2 separate regions of the Ovis aries genome follow, and region 1 is linked to region 2. Evidence: chromatin contacts called from public Hi-C data. All regions are on one chromosome and are shown on one strand. Each heading gives the region's core, a stretch centred on a gene start, on an enhancer-like site or on the middle of the called end of the contact. The rest is flanking DNA. Distances are from core to core; before and after follow the strand shown. Region 1 has its middle 87 kb from the start of KLF13. Region 2 has its middle 43 kb from the start of TRPM1.

Evidence for each region. Hi-C and Micro-C count contacts between places; a contact is called where the count stands out from the background.
Region 1: a contact with region 2 is called in a Hi-C map of hypothalamus, with 8 times the contacts expected there. The contact joins two enhancer-like sites. A contact is called at or near these places in 11 of 16 Hi-C or Micro-C datasets (blood, hypothalamus, liver and 4 more).

Annotation. Positions count from the first base shown.
Region 1 is chr18:25,528,743-25,531,821 of ARS-UI_Ramb_v3.0, forward strand. No RefSeq gene overlaps it. Among named protein-coding and RNA genes, the nearest start is that of KLF13, 87 kb to the left of the region's middle. Within about 2 kb of position 1,454, at least 8 of the 54 cell types and tissues checked have an H3K27ac peak or open chromatin away from gene starts, as enhancers often do. A contact at or near this core is called in hypothalamus and liver, where this site is marked.
Region 2 is chr18:25,357,440-25,360,734 of ARS-UI_Ramb_v3.0, forward strand. No RefSeq gene overlaps it. Among named protein-coding and RNA genes, the nearest start is that of TRPM1, 43 kb to the left of the region's middle. Within about 2 kb of position 1,377, at least 19 of the 54 cell types and tissues checked have an H3K27ac peak or open chromatin away from gene starts, as enhancers often do. A contact at or near this core is called in hypothalamus and liver, where this site is marked.

The sequences.
Region 1 (3,079 bases), core at 204-2,703, 170 kb after region 2:
CGCTCTGTCTCCCCGGCGCCCAGAGGCTGCAGTGGAGGCCTGGACGTCGCCGCCCGAATGCCCGCCGCCGGTACGAGGCTCGCGCACTCCTTGAGCTTGAGCACCAGCTCGGTGGGCAGCCGGCCCGTCAGGCCCCGCGAGCCCCGCGAGCCCTCGGCCTCTGGCCTACCCGGCGGCCGCTTGATCTTAAAGGCAGAGAGGGAGGCTTCGCGGCGCCGCTGCTCCTGAAGCACTCCTCCGCTCAGATCAGGTAGTAGCCGATCACCTCTTCCTGGAATTGGTGCCGGTGGCTGGTGAGCAGCAGGCCCGCGAAGATGAACCTTTGCTCGCCCTGCACGGCGGCGCGCAGGATGCTGAGCTCAGCTTCACGTCCATGCTGCACTTCCAGCTGTCGCCTGGGGCCCGCCGCCTTGTACGTGGGCGACGGCACGGTCTTCTCTAAGGACACCCACGACCACGTCACGATATAGCCCAGGATCTGGACTCTGGGGCTACACTGCCACCGACTGACACTTGTGCAATCAGTAACACGGGGACCTGCCTTGGGAGCCTGTGAAGACGAGATACATGAAAATGCTGAAGGAGGAAAGCGCCCCGGGGAAGTGCCAACCTGTCCGGGGTACTGACTGTGTGCCAGTCATGCCCCTCACTTGCTTTCCTCTTGAAACTTGAAAAGTACTGGTTACGGGACTTCTCTGGTGGTCCAGTGGCTAAAACTCCGAGCTCCCAGTGCAGGGGTCCCAAGTTGGATCCCTGGACAGGGAACTAGATCTTGCCTGCTGCTACTAAGATTCGGTGCAGTCAGTTCAGTCGCTCAGTCGGTTCCGACTCTTTGTGACCCCGGGGACTGAAGCACGGTCAGGATTCCCTGTCCGTCACGGACTCCGGGAGCTTGCTCACACTCATGTCCATAGAGTCGGTGATGCCTTCCAACCATCTCATCCTCTCATTTATATTTGACACGGTGCAGCCAAATATAAATAAACATTTTTTAAAACATTGGGTAGGAGAGCAATTATTTGTAAGCTGCTTCTTTTTTTTAAAGCAAATCCTTTTTCCTGGGGCTTTACTATTGAGATCGCGCGGGAATCAGTCAGATACTTTGAGCAACCGGATGCATATCGAACATGGGTCCTCCCTGAGGGTAGGGGGGTGGAGTTGCAGGGGGTGGAAGGCACCTTTCTCACTGCCTTCCCCTCCCGGGAGGAGGAGAAGAGAAGGAGGTGTGCCCAAGAATTACTCCCTCGGTTCCCAGCTTTTCCCAAGGACCCACACAGTGTTATAATTAATTCCCCTCCGTGGCAGCATATCGTGTTCCAATCTCGGCAGAGAGAGTTTTGGTTGTGACTTGCCTACGGTTTGTTTTCTGCATAGGCGTGTTTATGCCTCTCCTTCTGGAGAAACTAAGGGGACAAAAACTCCCCTAGCCAGAGCGCGCGCCTACGTCCCGACCCGCCGCACACAAGCGCACAGGCACGCGTTCCAGACGGAGCCCGGGCGGCGGCGACCGAGGGCAGGCCTGGGAACCCCCGCGTGGAGGATGCGCCCTGCCCGCCGGTCCGTCCCGGCGCGCGCCAGGCTTCCCTGGGTCTCGGAAGGGATCCATAAACGCGTCACATTGATGCACCTGCGAAGAAGGTCCAGCTTAGCTTCTAGCGACAGGATCAGGATCGGTGTTTGTAGAGAGGCACACTGAGTGAGACGGAGCCCAGCTCTCCAGCGTGTACCCCCGCCCGGCCGCAAGCCGGCCAGCCCCAGGCACCGCCCCCAGCCTCTCTACAGAAACCTGAGACAGCCTGCCGCCCTGTATGGCGCTCGGGGAGGCGTCATAGGGTAGGATCTTATTAGGCCCGCCCTGCGGGCGTTATCCCACCCCTAGTCCAGCCCAGTGTCCACTGCAAAGTGCAGAGTCCCTCAGAGGGATCCCGGCTGGAACGCAAAAGAGAGAGACCTGTGCCAGGTGGCCCAGGAGGAGACGGAGGCTCAGAGCCTCTGCAACCCTCACTGAGGACAGGAAAGGGCCACAGAAACCAGATGTCTCCATGATTAAAGAAACTGTATGGAGGGCTTCCCGGAGGAAGCTCCAATGCAGGAGCCACATGTTCAATCCCTAGGTGGGGAAGATCCCCTGGAGGAGGAAATGGCAACCCACTCCAGTATTCTTGCCTGGGAAATCCATTGGACAGAGGAGTCTGGTGGGCCACAGTCCAGGGATTCCTAAAGAGTCGTGACTGAGCGCGCACACACACACACACACACACACACACACACACACACACACACACACACTGATTTAAAGGGAAAATTCATTAAGTGATGCTAGGTTTCCAATTGAATGATTGCTTAATTTCAGAAGATAAGAATGCCAGAAAGGGCCTCCGTGTTGGCTCAGTGGTAAAGAATCTGTCTGCCAATGCAGGAAACACAGGTTCAATTCCTGATCTGGGAAAATCCCACATGCAATGGAGCAACTAAGCCCAAACCGCAGCTACTGAGTGTGTGCTCTAGAACCGGTATTCCACAAGAGAAGCCACCACAATGACAGGCCCTTCCACCCCAAGTAGAGAGTAGCCACCGCTCACCACAACTAGAGAAAAAACCTGTGCAACAAGGAAGACCCAGCACAGCCAATAAAAATAATAAGAAGGAAACCAAATGGAGGTGTACACAGAATGTCTGCATCCGTATGAGCATTGTGGCTAGAGCCTTCAAAACCACCACTAGCCGTTTTAAGTATTTCCTCTTTACTGTGGACACTAAAGAACAGTTGGAGACATCACCTGGCTGAGACGTGGGCTGAAAAGCAGGTGCCTTCCTTGGGCAGCAGACCAAAAAAGCTGTTACTGCTGCTGCAGTTTCTGAGGAAGGACCTGGGTCGGATGGAGTACCACACATGGTCACCCAGGAGGGGGCTTGGGGCCAGGCCTGCCCATCTCCTCCCAGAGAAGGGGAGAGAGGGCTGGCGGCCCACCTGCTCCTACATTCATTCATTCAGCAAATGTGTGTCGGTGCGGGACCCAGGGATCCAGGAACCCTGGCCAGAGGAGCTCACATCCTGTACCCAGGACAGGATAGACAG
Region 2 (3,295 bases), core at 127-2,626:
CACATGGGAAAACGAAGCACTGCAATTATGTGTCTCTCGCCCCGGGACATGTTGGGCATTTAATCAGACGTTGCTATGTGGAGCCAGAGATGGAGCCCGGCAGTAAACAGACATGAAAGGAGGGTTACTTCATGAAGAAAAAAAAAAAAGCCCCTTCCAAGTTTTATTAACCAGTGTCTGTTCCCCTGAGAACTGCAGAGCCTCAGAACTCAGCGGGAGTTGATGGGAAGGAAGATCCTCAACGATGATAACCTGCCTGTGACCAAAGCTTCAAATAAAAACAAAACTAAACTGAATCCAAATCTGTTTCCTAACTGAGTGGGCAGGGCCCACCCTGGCTTTTCCTGAACGCTGTTTACCAAGAGATCCACAGGGCTCCACAGATGATTTGTCTGAAGGTGGTACAGTGGTAAAGAACCTGCCTGACAATGCAGCAGACAGAGGTTCCATCCCTGGGTCTGGAAGATGCCCTGGAGAAGGAAATAGCATCCCACTCCAGGATTCTTGCCTGGAGAATCCCATGGACAGAGCAACCTAGCGGGCTATAGTCCTTGGGGTTGAAAAGAGTTTGACATGACTGAGGACGCCAGGCAGTCTTTCAAACCTGGAGCCCTGTGAGGGCAGGGGGGTGGGGGGTGGGTGTGGAGTCAGGGTGGATGGACTCTGGCAGCCTCTGACTTGAGCAGGCCTCCTGCTTCCTATATGAGAAGTTCATCTTGCTGGGGTTCACAGACACCAGCCTCCCCGACAGGCCAGCGCTCAGCCTGGTCTCTGATAGACGCAAATTGTGGATCCCGGGAACCAGGGCAGGAAGCAGTATTCTGGCTAGAGGGTTTGGAATGGTTCTGGGCTAAGGTGACCCACTGGTCAGGTGAACAAGGGGTAGGGCTTTCCAGGATCAGGCTTAAGTCCAGGAGGAATCCAAGGCCTAGGCTGGAGAGAGCTCAGAATGAGTGTACTAGGAGGTGGTAGAGCTGCGATGCCCACCCGAGAAGTCCCAGGGCAGTACAGGAGGCAGCGAGGCCCAGGGTGGGCTGATGCCTGGGAGGCCAGGTCATCTCCATGGTCCCATAGCTGGTCCCTGCCGCAGGCCAGAGACCTGGATCTGCAACGGGACTTCGGGATGCTGGGCTAGGATGCGGCTGGACAGCGCTCAGCCGGGCTACAGGCGGGAGCACCGCCCGGGATAGAGGCGAGAGGGCCGCTTCGGGGCTTCCCCACAGAGCAGACCCAGGGCCCCGCACACCTGGGCAGAAGGGCCGGGGTCTGGGGGAGTCAGACAGACGCTCACAAGGGCGTGCATCCAGGGCTGGGCTCCAGCCTGCGCAGTCCGGGGGCTGACACTAGGGGGCAGCGTGGGGTAGCGGGAACCAAGTCCTGGAGGGGAGACCCTCCGACCCGCCAGATGAAGTGCAGGCGCGCTGGGCGCAGCGGCCTGGGCATCACGGAGGGAAGCAGCCTCCCGCGGGCCAGGGGGCGAGGAGGGGCCAGCGGGCCCGCATCCTCGGCTACGCAAGCGGCCGCCTGAGGCTCCCGCCCCGGCAGAGGTCCCGGGTCCCCCGTCTGCTCCCAAACACAGGCGCAGCGGCTCCGCGTTGACCCACATTCCCTCCAGCCGCGGAGCCGGGGGCGGGGAATCCACGCGGCCGCAGAGCAGGTGCGAGCACAGGGCGGGGCCCGAGCCTGGGGCCACCCAGCCCGCCCGCCTCTGCTTGGGGGCAGGGCGCGGGGGGTGGGGACAGGAGATGGGGGAGGATAAAAGATAAAGGCGAAGGAGGGTCGGGGAGAGGAGAGGGAAGAGGGTTGGGGGGGAGAAGAAGCAAGGGGACAGGAGCGGGGAGTGGGGAGGAGAAGAAAGGAACCTGAAGGGAAATGAGAGGGAGGGAGGGTTGGGAAGGGCAGGAGGGGGAAGGGAAGAGCAGGAGGAAGATGGAGGTCGCAGGCCGCACCCCTGCCTCTTCCCCGGAGCCCTAGGCTAGCCCTGCAGGGAACTATGAAATGAATGAACTGTGTACCTGCCTTCCAGGTCTAAGGGGTGCAGGGTACAGGCTGTACCACCCTCCTCGTGCCTTGACCCCCGTCCCCCGCCTGGGGTCAGCCAGCTCCTGTCTCAAACAGTGCCTACATGCTCCTCCCACTAAGCTGGGACCCTAGACCTTCAGGAAGGCTGTGCGTTTTCTGATGAGATCACTGTCCACTCACTGACTGTGTCCACTGGGGGGCTTAAGCCGTGGGACGTGGTGGATCGAAGAGCGGGGCAGAAAGGAGAGTGGTGATGATGAATATCATGGCCTGGCTCTGTGCAGTGCCCCTTCTCCAGGGTCCACCCCCCAGCTCCGCCCTACCCACTCCCATCCCATTCCTGAGTGCCTCTCAGGGACCTGGAGAGGCCTCAGGTCCCAGGGCTCTACCTGCGTTGTCCTGTTACATCCATTTGAGTATTTGCCATCTGTATACTTGCCTACCTACAGGAGTTAGTACTTTTTAGAGGAAGTTGAAGGGATTTATCCATTGACCATAGACCAATAGACACCATATTTGTTAGGGGAAGCACACTGACTGAAACCGCCCACCCTGGTCAGGCCCTTTAGTAACCATTTGCATGAGCTGTTTTATGACAGGAGATCCTGATAAGGAATATGGAACTAATAAGCCACCACCAACCAGAAGAGTTCGGGAAAGGTCGAAAGGAGACACTGCGTGTCTGTCCACTTCCCAGAATCCCTCTCGCTAGCATCCATCTTGGCTGAGCGATGCGTGCACCACCAGGAAAGACTCTGAATTAGAATGCTTGGCCAAAGACCACCCGGAAACTAATCCCACCACCATAAAACCCGAGACTGTGAGCCACATGGCAGAGCAGTTCTCCTGGGTTCCCTTACCCTACTGCTCTCCACCCGGGTGCCCTTTCCCAATAAAATCTCTTGCTTTGTCAGCACATGTGTCTCCTTGGACAATTCATTTCTGAGTGTTTGACAAAAGCCCAGTTTCAGGCCCTGGAAGGGGTCCCCCTTCATGCAACAAATGGCGACTCTGGCAGGACTCTTCACTGCAACTGACATCCTAACCACTTGAGGTACTCAGGGGCCAGCTTGCCTGCCAATGAACCAGACCCAGCGGCCGAAACTGGGACCTTTTTGTCCCTGGTCTCCTCGTGACACGGACAATTCGCCAGAGTGCCCCAACAGGTAAGGAGCAAGAGACTTTACTGACCTCTCTCCCCTTCGTTCTCTCCTTCCTCTCCTTAACCCTTCCTATCCTTCTCCTTTTTTCTAGTTCTCCGGTCGTGGACACA